2 separate regions of the Hordeum vulgare genome follow, and region 2 is linked to region 1. The links are chromatin contacts, called in public Hi-C maps. All regions are on one chromosome and are shown on one strand. Each heading gives the region's core, a stretch centred on a gene start, on an enhancer-like site or on the middle of the called end of the contact. The rest is flanking DNA. Distances are from core to core; before and after follow the strand shown. Region 1 holds the start of LOC123426517 (small ribosomal subunit biogenesis GTPase RsgA 1, mitochondrial-like). Region 2 holds the start of LOC123426519 (exocyst complex component EXO70B1-like).

Region 1 (6,245 bases), core at 2,718-5,217:
ATGGATAATTTTGTTTTAGATAAAATATGGATTGATTAACTGAAAAGTCAGGGTTTTTTTTGTTAAAACAAAAAAACGTTTCGGCTGACTTAAATAGGGATGGCGGGTTGATTACCTGAAACATCAGGGAGTTTTCTGTAAAATGCAAAAAAACGGTTCGGCTCTGACTAAAAGATGGACCGCGGGTTGATTATCTAAAACTGTGAGGACTTTTCTGCAAAACGACAGAAAACGGTTCGTTCTGACTTAAAAAAATTGGATTGCGGGTTAATTAACTGAAACTACGAGGGCTTTTCTGCAAAATAACCGACGACGGGCGAGAGAAGCGCTGCGCGCTTTATTATTAGGGGAGATAGCAAAAAGACCCGTGTGTTGCAACGGATGCAAATAAATAAATATATGCTTAAAACCCTAAAAAATAATTTACCACTCAAATATTTTCAAGTAACACAAAATTTTCTTTTGATTTGAGCAATCACTAAGCTGCCTTATAGTCACAGATTGAATCACTAATCTGCCCCTTGTAAGCAATAAAGATAGAAGTTGCGTCCAATGCCAGATCAGAAAAGCTTAATTTTAGATGAGCAGACATGATTGATGGTAATCTAAACAATAGTATTTTTATAGTAACTCGTAGTCACGATCACAAGAGCAAACTTTATGGACAGTTGCTCCAATTCATAAATTGGCTCTACTTGTTGTGCTAACATATGACTTATATTTGTCGTATTTATCATATATTTGGTGACAGATAAGTTTCTATAGATTTCTGGTAGCTAATACAATATCCATTTAACATAAATTTTAACTTGTTTTCTTAAATAAATTTCAGGTGTTCTCTCTATGGGATGAAAGTGACACGAAGTATGGTGGACTGAGTTTATCATCTGAAGATGTAGGTCAGACACTTGCAATTACAGGTACCTTTCTGTATGTGCTTTTGCCAGTGTTGTTTTATTTTTTTAATGGGAACGGGGGGAGGGGGCACAAAATGATTAGAAACTACCAGGTTTTACGTAGAAGAAAGATTACCACCGCCAACTGGTTGTTTTTACTTCCAAAATGTGCTAAGATGGGCCACCATCATAAACCAGTACAGAAAATAGTCTAAAACTTCGAAAATTGTCTTTATTTCTGACCGAAGTTATGCCTGCGCAGATAATTCAATTAGACAAGCCATCGGTCATCTGATTAATTAAGACCAATTTGTTTCAGCCAGTCCGACTCTATTAAAGTAATCTCTTCCATCCATGTCCTGACATCCTTTGTAGGCATGTTCATGGTGGTTTCAAGAAAACCACCAAGTGGTGTATTTCACACTAAAAATGAACCCTCATTTGTACCTTATGTTTTTGCTCGTATAACTCATGGATCAACAAAATTTGGAAAACCCAAGTTTGAATACCCCTAATCCTGTGTGTCCAAATATTCCAACAGCTCAAAGTAGGTGCCAGATTTTGTATGCACGCATGCAGTATTCTAGACCTTTGATGTTGGTTCCCTTTGTGAAGCACATATCGTATGTTGATTAACTTAAGCTGGTTGGGATTTGTAGACTAAAAAACAATTGTTAGCCATAGCCAACATACCCGAGAAGCTGAATAAACTCTGCCAATTATGTCCTTAACCCACTTTCATTGTTTGCAGTCTTTAGTAACTCCGTCCCATAATGCAAGACGTTTTTGCAAGCCAAACAACGTCTTACATCATGGGAGGGAGGGAGTACTTATTCTCTTTGCCTACCCCTACATGACGTACCTGTCAGGACCTGGATTATCGATCGTACTGAATATTGCATCAGTAATAAAAAATAATCTTGGTGTGAGTATTTTTTTATCCCATTTTAGAATCCTTGTTACCTAAAGTTTGAATATTGATCTAGTACGTAAATCATGGATGACAACTATGCTACTTTTTAAAATCAGCATTAGTGTTTTGCCACCACTTAGGAGTTATAGTTTCCTCTTTTTTGGATAAACTGGATCTTTGATACTACCTGCCTATTGCACTAAAGTTTTAAAAAAAAAGTTAATTATATGTGTTCTCCATGACTATTTTATCAGGTTACCATCATCACAGGCACTTTCATCCTTCAAAACAATGTCGTGGTATGTAACCCATAAGCCCATCTCAATGCCAATGCGTTTCATAGTAGATCTCAACTGAGTGATGAGCATGTAATGTACTAACAGCCCCAGAACCAAAGAGGAGCAACAAATGGATTAGCCATGACTGGAATGTCCTTTTTCAAGGCAGTTGCCCCTCAGGCGCCGGCATTGTGTAAGCATATACTCTGTTCCTCATGACTTCTGAAATTATATTTCATGAGTTACATGTAAAAATAACTTTAATAGCTCGGTTGAGATCTCAGTTGTGTACTGTGTGGCGGGGCACGATGCCAGGGCTCTCTCTAGGGTAGCATGCATTTGTCTTGCTATCCTAGACCTTGTAATTATCACTCTATTCTCTTAATGAAAACGACAGACAACTATTTGTTGCTTGTTCTTGAAAAAAAAGCTCACACTGCTACTTTGGCAACTACCATATCTAAATGAAATGTTCTTGAAGCTCAGTTGTTCACACGGTTCTTTATTACGATCGGAGCGCTGCTTGCTCTGGCGACGAGGATGATGGAGAATTAGAAATGGTGCTGCGCAACATCGGGTTTGGATCAGTCCGTCAGCGCTCGTCTTAGCACCACACACGCAATTGGGGATGGTGAAGATATGAGCCCTGATGCATTGGGATGTTATCTTCATTACTCTCGGCCACTTATGATGCAGGGGCAAAGGCTGGAGCCCTTCCAAAGTTGAATCTGGGATCGATGTTTGTGTAGCAGTGCTAGAAGAAGTGGCCCAGGACACAGCAACGACGACACCCGTACCCAGCCATCGGCACCCTCCTGTTGTGCGGTGCTCCGCGGCGATTGGAGGAGCGACACTACCCCTCCCACTTGAGCTTCGTGGCATTGATCAGGGCGCTGATAGCTTTGGCCTCGTTGTCCTGAGTCGCCGCTGACTCGTCCAACCTCGATGTCGAATTCGACGAAGAAGCACAACCGCCTTGCCGCGCTTTTGATGATGGAGGGACGGTGACGCCAAGATGATGTCACAGAAACGACGGTAGTAGCAGCCCTTTTGGTGAGTGACCTCAGAAACACAACATCACCATTATTTCGTCGAACACGTTGTGAGCACTGAGACTTTCACCGATCCAAGGTACGGTAGAAGCTAACGATACTACCTTCAGGGAAAGCTAATGCAGGCATGACTTGTAAGGCATAGAGCAGACTTGCCACTTGCATGTTGGTCTCTTGCTTGTGCGTCTCCTTCGTGTTCATCTTTCGTTGCTGCTTGGCTGGAATCGTCACCGTCGGAGTCCTCCTGGCGATGCAATGGCACGGGGGAGAAAGCGGGATCCAGAGAAGGCAACGGTCGCCCTACTATTTTCTTCCCTCCACCAGTCACCACTGCCATAAGACCACCACCAGTGCCGTTCCTTCCCTACGCCATCCTCCTCTTCATCTGGCATGGGTTGGATCCACTCGAGGATGACGACCTGAATGAGAAACAAAGCAAGAAGGAGCGGGCCTAGATCAGGAGCGGGCATGCGTCCACCCCAAGACGGCGACCTGAGGAGAGGAGTAGAGGAACAGAGGAAGAAGGAGGCGTGTGCTGGAGGGGAGGTGGCGGCGGCTGCCATGGAAGGGGGTGAGAGAGCTTGGGATGGAGAAGAAAAAAAGAAAAGAGACGAATCGTTTTTCACTTATTTACTGGACTGCGGGTTAATTACCTGAAACGACAGGGACCTTTTCGCAAAAATGCCGCGACGGACGACAAAAACCCTATTTGCTTTATTATATTATATATATATATATGTATATATATATATATATATATATATGTATATATATATATATTTGCCTTTAACCAGCGGCTGTAGCGCTAAATAGGTATTTCCCAGAGGATAGGCTTGGGAATGCCCTCCGTGTGTGCACGGCGCCGCACGGCTAGCTTCTACCGTCGTGTGCATTCCGCTATCCAGTTTCGCTCCACCGAAATGCCGCTCCTTCCACCCCCCTCCACGGCGACGCTGCCCCACCTCCGCCTCCCGCTCCCACTTCCCCACAGCCTCCGACTCCTTCACCGCGCCTCCCGCCACCCGCGCATCCTCCCCGCGGCGGCGGCCGCTTCCCTCCCCCCGCCGCCCCCCGATGCGCTCCTCCCGAACCAGGCCACGGGCCTCGTCGCGGCTTCCCAGGCCAATTTCATGCGCGTCATCGTCAGCTCCACCGCCCCGGGGCTAGAGCAACACCAAGGGACAGACCTTCTCTGCGTCGTCCGCGCGCTGCTCAAGAAGATCCGCCGCCGCGTGCTCGTCGGGGACAGGGTGCTCGTCGGGGCCGTCGACTGGACCGACCGCCGCGGGATGATCGAGGACGTCTTTGAGCGCCGGAGCGAGATGGCCGATCCGCCGGTCGCCAACGTCGACCGTCTTGTTGTGCTCTTCTCGCTGGACCAGCCGGAGCCTGAGCCGGCCACGCTCACCAGGTTCCTCGTCGAGGCCGAGTCCACAGGGATACCCTTCGTGCTTGCCTTCAACAAGGTCGAGCTCGTGGACGACCAGGTATACTGTCGTAGCCAGAATTGGGTCATTAGGTTACCGACGACACATTTTTTTTATTTCAATCCTACCATAACATAATCACTTTCATCTAGAATGGTAAAGAGTAGTAGAAATTCTGTTGGTAAGGAAGTCGTTTATACTACGGGGTAATTGGACTTTAGAGTATCTAATAGTGAAGCAGCATAACACAAGTAATGATTATTGTGGGGGAGTTTGATGCATAGTTAAGTTTCACATAGTGGCCGCTTAATTGAATCGATCAATGGCTCATTTGACGCAAACTCACCTTTACAGAGACAACCTTCATTGCAATTTGGTGCATACTTGCACTTTATAAAATGAAGTTGACAATCATGACAAAAAATCAGTTTGGTTTCATGCCTGGTAGGTCGACCATGGAAGACATTTTCTTGGTATGACAACTTAAGGAGAGATACAGGGAGCAAAAGAAGGACCTGCATATGGTGTTCATTGACTTGGAGAAGGACTATGATACCGCAGGATGTCATGTGGCGGGTCTTGGAGAAACACAAAGTCCCATCAAAGTACATACCCTCATCAAGGACATGTACAATAATGTTGTGACAAGTGTTCAAACAAGTGATGGCGACATTGATGACTTTCTGATTAAAATAGGACTGCACCAGGGGTCAACTTTGAGCCCTTATCTTTTTGCCTTGGTGATGGATGAGGTCACAAGGGATATACAAGGAGATATCCCATGGTATATGCTCTTTGCGGATCATGTGGTGCTAGTCGATGATAGTTGGCCGGGTTCAATAGGAAGTTAGAGCCATGGAGACAAACCTTGGAATCTAAAGGTGTTAGACTTAGTAGAACTAAAGCTGAGTACATGAGGTGCGGTGGTTTCAGTACTACTAGGCACGGGAAGGAGGAGGTTAGCCTTGATAGGCAGGTGGTGCCTCAGAAGGATACTTTTCGATATTTGGGGTCAATGTCGCAGAAGGATGGGGATATCGATGAAGATGTGAACCATCGAATCAAAGCCAGATGGATGAAATGGCGCCAAGCTTCTGGCATTCTCTGTGATAAGAGAGTGCCACAAAAGCTAAGAGACAAGTTCTATAGGGCGGCGGTTCGACCCGCAATGTTGTATGGCGCTGAGTGTTGGTCGATTAAAAGGCAACATGTGCAGCAGTTAGGTGTGGCGGAGATGCACATGTTGAGATGGATGTGTGGCCACACAAGGTAGGACCGATTCCGGAATGATGAAATACAAGATAGAGTTGGGGTAGCACCAATTGAAGAGAAGCTTGTCCAACACCGTCTAAGATGGTTTGGGCATATTTAGCGCAGGCCTCCAGAAGCTCCAGTGCATAGCGGACGACTAAAGCGTGCTGATAGTTTTAAAAGAGGCCGGGGTAGACCGAACTTGACATGGGAGGAGTCCAGAGAGATCTGAAGGGCTGGAGTATCACCAAAGAACTAGCCATGGACAGGGTTGTGTGGAAGTTTGAGTTAGTCGCGAGATCTTATGGGTTTCACCTCTAGCCTACCGAACTTGTTTGGGACTAAAGGCTTTGTTGTTGTTGTTGTTGTCTAGCAGAGGAGTACAACAAGACTGTCAATCCCTTCCTTTTTTTCCTTTTGAAACTGAA
Region 2 (7,119 bases), core at 2,383-4,882, 280 kb before region 1:
TTTCATGATTTTCGAGAAATAGAGAAAGCGCTGAAAATTCAACCTAGTGTGCTCCCATATGGGCAGTACTCCTACATCTTAACCTCGATTCTGAATTCTTGAAATCCATTTACCATCAATGTGCTTATTATTATTCTTATTATCACAAAGAAACCAAAAAAATGCCACCACGATGATCCAGTTTGTAAACTGTCAATTGTATCTGGCTGAGGTTAGCATAAGCAAAGCCTTCTAAAGTATAACACCAACGGTAAATAATTGGTATGGAAGACTAAATCAGTTTACTAACATAGATACATCTTGCCATGATAGACATGGAAAGGTTCAAAACCCAAAGAATGATAGATGCACATTATATATTGAATAGAATTTACTAAGTAAATGAACGATACAACAATAGCAATAAATCGTGAAGCAGAAGAGAACGGTAGAATTAAGAATATAGCAATGAACCAAGAGAAGAGTCCTAACAGTAGTAAGAAAATAGCCGATAACATATCAACAATCTACATTTTCATTAGTAAAGTAACAAGAATCATTATTAAGGTGTATGAATGACACCTCTAAATTAGTACTGCCTGAAGATCATTATTACCTTGTAGCACTGCCCTAACCGTTGTTTCAGACTGACAATAAATGTGTTTAGTTCATAGAAGTATCTTACTAGAGAAGACTTAATTCTAAGGCAACATAAATTGTATGTGAGCATAAAAAATAGAAGTATCTAGATTTTTGCGCAAGAATCCAATTAATGATACTTACTTCCTTCAACAGTACGATCAGTCGGATTTTGTACTAAGGTCAGTTTTGCAATCTGTAGCTTCATGAATTTCATAAGATATGTTTGTTCAAATTAATTTTCTCTAAGCATATGCAAATGGCAAACTCTGTTACTTCTAGTTTGCGGCCTAAACATGCCCTTTTCCCACATCTTCTGCAAGTTATTCCAACTGAAACACATATAACATGTTCAATATATTCCAAGAAGCATGCCTCTACATGGTGCCAAATCTAGATTTTGGACATTGCAATGTGCAAAGAAATGAGTACACTGGAAAAACAATACATGTACATTATTTCTTGTTACACATAATCTGACTGAACCAAAGGATCCTCCTGTGGACTCCTGCGGTATTACAGCACCATACCAACCAGGGAACATGCACCAATCCAATACATGTAACCAGCAGTTCAGCAGTATACTGCCCATTGTAACAAAGATATACCTGTAACCAAATTCTGTCATAGGAACTATAACCTTCTTCTGGAATGGTTGGCAGACCCTAGTGACCCTTCGAAAAGATCAGACAGTTGATTTTCCAAGTCCTCTGGGGTGTACTTTATGTATTTACCAGAATTTCTTCCATTATCCACTAGACTACCATATCTACCCAGAAAAGCACGATATGCTGGAATCACATTTTCCGATATAGATATCTTGAGCTCTTCGCGGAGTTGAGGATCCGGTACCTTCCAAAGCGTTTGACTCCTGTAAATCTCATCAAAGGCAAAGTTGAAGTTCTTAAATTTCTCTTTGACCCTCGAGCTTGAATTCCCAAGGCTTCCACTCCCGCTGCTATGACCATCATCCTTGAGATAGGACAAAACCTTTGTCCACGATATCCTAAGGTAGCTCTTGGAATTTTGCCGAATCTTTCCACGGCGCCTCCGTGTCCAATGATCACCTAAAATCCTCCCAAGCTCGGAATCTTTCACCTTTTGGACAATATAAAGTGTATTATTCATGGAAAATATACACTGGAGTGCAACGTCCTCGTACAGTTTAGATTTTTCCTCCAAATTGGCCTCCAAGTAAGACATCAGCTTCACCAAACGATGTCCAAGTGGCGTCAAGCTCTGCAGATACTCTTCGTCATCATCAGCACCTCCATTTGAAGCATTATGATCAACATCTCTGGCAGCATCCTCATCCAAGAGTTTGTCAAGCGTATCACTGTAAACGACCAACAACCGAAGGTAGTTCATCACATAACGTGTGATTGGGTGGATCTCACCAGCCATCATAGGCCTCCTTGACGACTCCTGCTGTAGAACTTTCCCAAACTCAAGAAGGTTACCCTTGACTGCATCCCCAAGCCTGCCAAGGACCCCCTCCAAATCACAGATCACATCATCCCCAGGAGTCCCATAGTACAGTTCCTTGAGCTCAGGAATCACCTCAGCAAGTGCCTCATACATATCAAGAATCCGGGACACCTTCTCAGGAGAACGAGGGCACACAGCCACAGCATCCCCAAAGTTAAGAATCTGCATTATGCAAACCTTGGTGGATTCAACAAAGCACTCGTCCCGCAGCTCATCGGACACTGCAAGCACCTGATCGCAGAGCCGGCGCTCGCCTGTCAGAAGGGAACGGACAACAGTCTTGACGCCATGCACCCATTTCTTCATCTTGTCATTCAGCTGCTTCCACTCCACACGCTGAACCTCGTCGATGCTGAGCCGCTCGACGCCCAGAACTGTGAGGCATTCATCAAGCAGGTCCCGTCGGATGCCGCAGTAAACCTGCACGAGCTCACTTGCATAGCCAGCGCGCCCCATCCGCTCAGCAATGGCGCGCAGCTCATCAACAGCGTCAGGCCGCACCAGGTCGAACAGCTGGTCGTCGAAGGGGTTCCCCACGAGACTGGCGCTGCGGGCGGTATCTGGCGCGCCCTCCTGGCTGTGCGGGGTGGCGGGATCGAACTCGGAGGAGGTGTCGAGGTCGTCCATGGACTCGAGCGAGAGGCGGCGGAGCGAGCAGTAGAGGCCGCTGGCGTCGAGCGGCACGGCGTGGCGGAGCATGAGGTGGCGGAGCTCGTCCTCGAGGCGCGCCATGGCGAGCTGCACGGCGACGCCCGCGCGGCCCGAGGCGGCGGCGGGCCCCCCGGCGGCGAGGTGGTCGACGGCGACGTCGACCGCCGCGAGATAGTGCGCGGCGTCGTCCTCGGGGGCCTCGAAGACGAGCGCCTCCGGGGTGGTGTCCCACAGGTGGATGAGCTGCGCGGCGTCGTCGAAATCCGACAGGGAGGGGGCCTCCGAGGGGTCGGAGTGGGAGTGGGAGTTGGAGGGCGAGGGCGAGGGCGAGGGGAAGTGGTCGGAGGTGATGGTGGAGAAGCGGTAGTCGAAGCCCGAGAGGATGCGGATCATGTCGTCGGCGGCGTTCTTGGAGGTGGCGAGCGACTTGACGATGTGGTGCGCCGCGGCGAGGACCCTGTCGTTGCCAGCGACGGCGACGGCACCGACGCCCGCCAAGGGCACGGCCTCCTCCTCCTCCTCCTCCGGCGGCGGCGGGGGCGCCGACATCGCCGACATCGCCGGCGGCCCGCTAGGGTTTGATCCGGCCCGGCGGCGGCCTGCTGACACGATACTCGGGAGGCTGATACAGTTACGTCACGGCTAGGAGGCTGATGGCCGCGGTAAACAGAGCGCTCCTACTCCTGCCAGTGGAAGTACTAGTAAAGGGGATACAGATATCTGTGCCGGTGCCAGCGAAGGGGCGGACGGATAGAGGAGAGGGAGAGGAGACGCGGGAGGAGGGAAGCAAATGGCACCACTTTGCCGGCCCGTTTGCCGTTTGGTGGCGACGCTGGCTGGCTGGCGATTCACGGTGCGCAGCTCATCTTTGTACTTTGTAGCATCTCCCACCTCTGAATCTAAAAGTCCAACTTGACGACCCCATCCCCACCTCTTTCTCTTCCTCGCATCGCACCACTCACGTGTTTCATCTTTCGCTCTTACTATTGCCACAAGTAGCATCTGAGCTTGATCATGACATGTTTTTCTTCTCTCCTCTCCTAACAAGAAACCGCGCAATTCACCACCATTACACATCGGTTTGGCTTGGCCTCGCATCTGTCGAAATCTAACCCCCGTTGGAACTGCAATGCACTGCACGATTATGTAGGAGTATATCTTCTTAGTGGTCGCTGTCATCTTTTGTTGCGTACATAGATCTCGACGGCTCTCCTCCTCGTATTAGATCCCCGTCGTCATCACCATTTCCATGCTCTCAAGGGAACTGCAGAGTCTCTACAAAAATATCCATCGAAAACTTTGATCACACACGTACGGCTTCCTGAAATCTTCTTGTAAAAAGCTTAGGATAAGTCTTGGGAAACATGACATTCGCGTCACTCAGGGTAAAATGGCATCGCTTAGCATGGATGTTCAAAAACGTCTCTCCAAACATTGTGGAACTATCGTATGCATATGTACGACTCACTGTCACTATGAATGCTTGAAGCAAGCAGGTTTATCCGTGTGTGTGTGTGTGTGTGTAACGATCGTGTCATGGGTTGCCTGTCCTACCATGATTACCCCTCGGGCTTTCGGCGGGACGCTTCACGCACTGCAAACCAAAAGGCTACGCTCGTGTCATTGGATAAGAATACGGCATCACTCAATTATTCGATGAGCTGGCGTCACACCTCTGCTACACGCTCAAGCATTTCTTCTAGCTACAGAGACTGGTTTTCGTTAGTGGATTTCGTTTCAGATCTTGCACTTGCCAACAGTACATAGTACTTCCTCTGTAAACTAATATAAAAGCATTTAGATCACTATCACTACTTTCGTAATATAATATAAAAGCGTTTTTGATATACTAGTGTTTTGACACTACAACAGTGTTAAAAAAACTAATATATTATGAGACAGAGGGAGTAGTATAGTAAAAGGAACGTCGAGAAATCTCATCTATGCCCGGGATGACACTATGTAATGTCATCTGTATAATGTTAACAACTGATTATTCGCAACAACAACAAAATGCACGCATCCGTGGTGACAAGCCGACAGTTTCTCAAACTATGCTACTGACAGTAGTATCTCATGTATAATAACAAGTCATTGATACATTTCACCTTTTGTGTAACAGCTCGGAACAGACGTTTCAGAAGATTTCATCTTTATTTCGTTGTCGACGTATGATTTATTTATTTATAGCATTCATCATGTCATTATGTCATCATGTCATTAAACTTTTGCAACTCAAATAAATTTATGGTATTGATCTTTGATCCATTTAAATCGAGGGAAATTCATATGATGATTTCTCTTTATAACTTATAAAATATCCTCCCAATATTTTAGGAAGAAAAAATATATATTCCATTGACTTGGAATTATCCGCAACACACTTGCAAAAAAATTATATGCCTTTTCTAACTCAAATCTTGGCCTCAAACCTTGCGCATAAGTTGTTTCATCCCTTTCTAAGCTCCACCAAATTTTTCAACATTTTTCGACCTTCCGATCACCTGATCCTTATTCAAACCCATTTGAATTAAATTTAAATGTGTTTGAATCTAACCATGCATCGATGCCCACTTCTATTTTTCGTTGGTCAAACTCACATTAAAAGTCCACGCGAAATTAACACCATGCCTAAATTCCTTCTCTAACTTTTTTTCCTCTCTTTTCTTTCTTTCTTTTTTTCCTGCTAATGGAAAGTGGTGAGAGAGAGGGATCCCACACTATAGCAAAGTGGGCCAAAGGCCCATCCGCCCCCACCTATCGAAACCCTAGCCTCTCCCTTGATCCCTGCCTGATCCTCACTCCTCTCTTCCCTCAATCCCATCTCCCTTCCTTCCTCCTAGAAGCGCGCCAGGGAGAGCAGCGCCACTCCCGACCCTCTCTGCCTCCTCCCTACGATCCCCACACACTCGCACCCTCTCAAAACGTGACCAGTGGCGCCCGATCCCCTCGTCGCTTCTAGCCGCGTCGGCGAGCACCGCTGTTGTGACCGCACCTTGCCACGTTGTGCTCTGACACCCCAGCGCTCTGCCCACCCTTACCATTGCTCACCTCGCCGCGCCTTCGCCCCATGGCGTCGGGCCCCCGTCGCTGCTCTTGCTGATAAGTGGTGTCGCATGAGTCCCCGTGCTCCTCCCGCTGGCCTTGACCTCCCAGCCGTCGTTGGCACCCAACACCCGCTCCTCCCTGCGCTTCACCCACGCGTTGCCCGTCCCGACATGCTTTCGCGCAAGCCGCCTCGACCATGACCAGTTTGAGCTCCTACCTCCGCTGCAAGCTAACTCGTTGCCATGGGCGTGCCCTTGCTTTGTTGCAACTCCGCCTCCCGAGCGTTGTCCATGGCCTCGCCCCTGGCTCTAAGAGTTGTTGCTTTCTCGCCTTGCTCGGCCTCCACCCTCTGTAGAGCCGACCCCGTCGGCCATCTCTCTTCCTGTTGTTCGCAGGAACACCATGGCTGCGTGAGCTCTTTCCCAATCTCAACCCCAAGAAGACTGCTGCTAGCTAACTCCGTGGTCTTAGGGAGCCCCTTCGCTGTGCCTTATTGCTGCCGCGAGCACCCCATCCGCGAAACCCACGGCCTTCATATGCAGCCGGATCTTTTGCCCTGTTGAATACCGACACCCGAAGGCTTTTGTGTCATTTCATTTGGTTCAGGTCAAATCCCCTATCGCCAAGCCCCGAGCCTGGAAGTGCCAGACCTATTATCAAAGACCCCGGAATCGTCAAAGTTCCTCTCTAACCGTGTACGACTGCCGTCGTCGTGGAATCGACAAGATCGTCGAGTACCACTACCTCCATGACGACACGTGTACAACTACTTCCCTTGACGAACATGATCCACCCCAAATGCACGCTTTGAAGGTATAACATCGAGTTGACCGCCCATGCATGAATGAATTGTTGCTGAGATGTGACGATGTATGTTCTATAGATGTTGAGTTAGTTGCACGTACCCTGTCAGATGTTTTCTCTTGCACATTCCTTAATTGACATGCCACGTGGGACACCCAGTAATAGGGATCACTCCCCGTCGCTCTTGCACATTGCGCGCATCCCATGTTTCTTTTGCACCAACATCTCAATGAGTTGTCGGAACCGAAAACGTTGTCATGCCATCGTTTTCGTTTTCATCGCCGTGGCACCCAATTCTTTCCTCCATGGCAGCAAATGCTCTATATCATGATATATGCCAACATTTTCATAAATTTCATATAACTTGTAAATGTCATCCTCATGCATGTTAAAAACAATTAAAATGATGTTTGCATTAAAATTGCCTAATACCATGCTAAACGATTTGTCTGATAACAAAATAAACACAGCTCCGAATTTAATAAGCTATATATGTAACTTGCTTAGAAA

The links. A called contact is a pair of places that touch in the nucleus more often than the background predicts.
Region 2: a contact with region 1 is called in a Hi-C map of seedling, with 6 times the contacts expected there. The contact joins the promoter of LOC123426519 here to the promoter of LOC123426517 in region 1. A contact is called at or near these places in 4 of 6 Hi-C or Micro-C datasets (leaf and seedling).

What each region holds. Positions count from the first base shown.
Region 1 is chr2H:427,768,412-427,774,656 of MorexV3_pseudomolecules_assembly, reverse strand. LOC123426517 (small ribosomal subunit biogenesis GTPase RsgA 1, mitochondrial-like) reads left to right here and starts at 3,967. Exons shown (of 6, transcript XR_006622241.1): 1 at 3,967-4,626.
Region 2 is chr2H:428,048,411-428,055,529 of MorexV3_pseudomolecules_assembly, reverse strand. It overlaps LOC123426519 (exocyst complex component EXO70B1-like), which reads right to left and starts at 3,632. Exons shown (of 1, transcript XM_045110359.1): 1 at 945-3,632. The coding sequence starts at 3,315. The coding sequence ends at 1,252.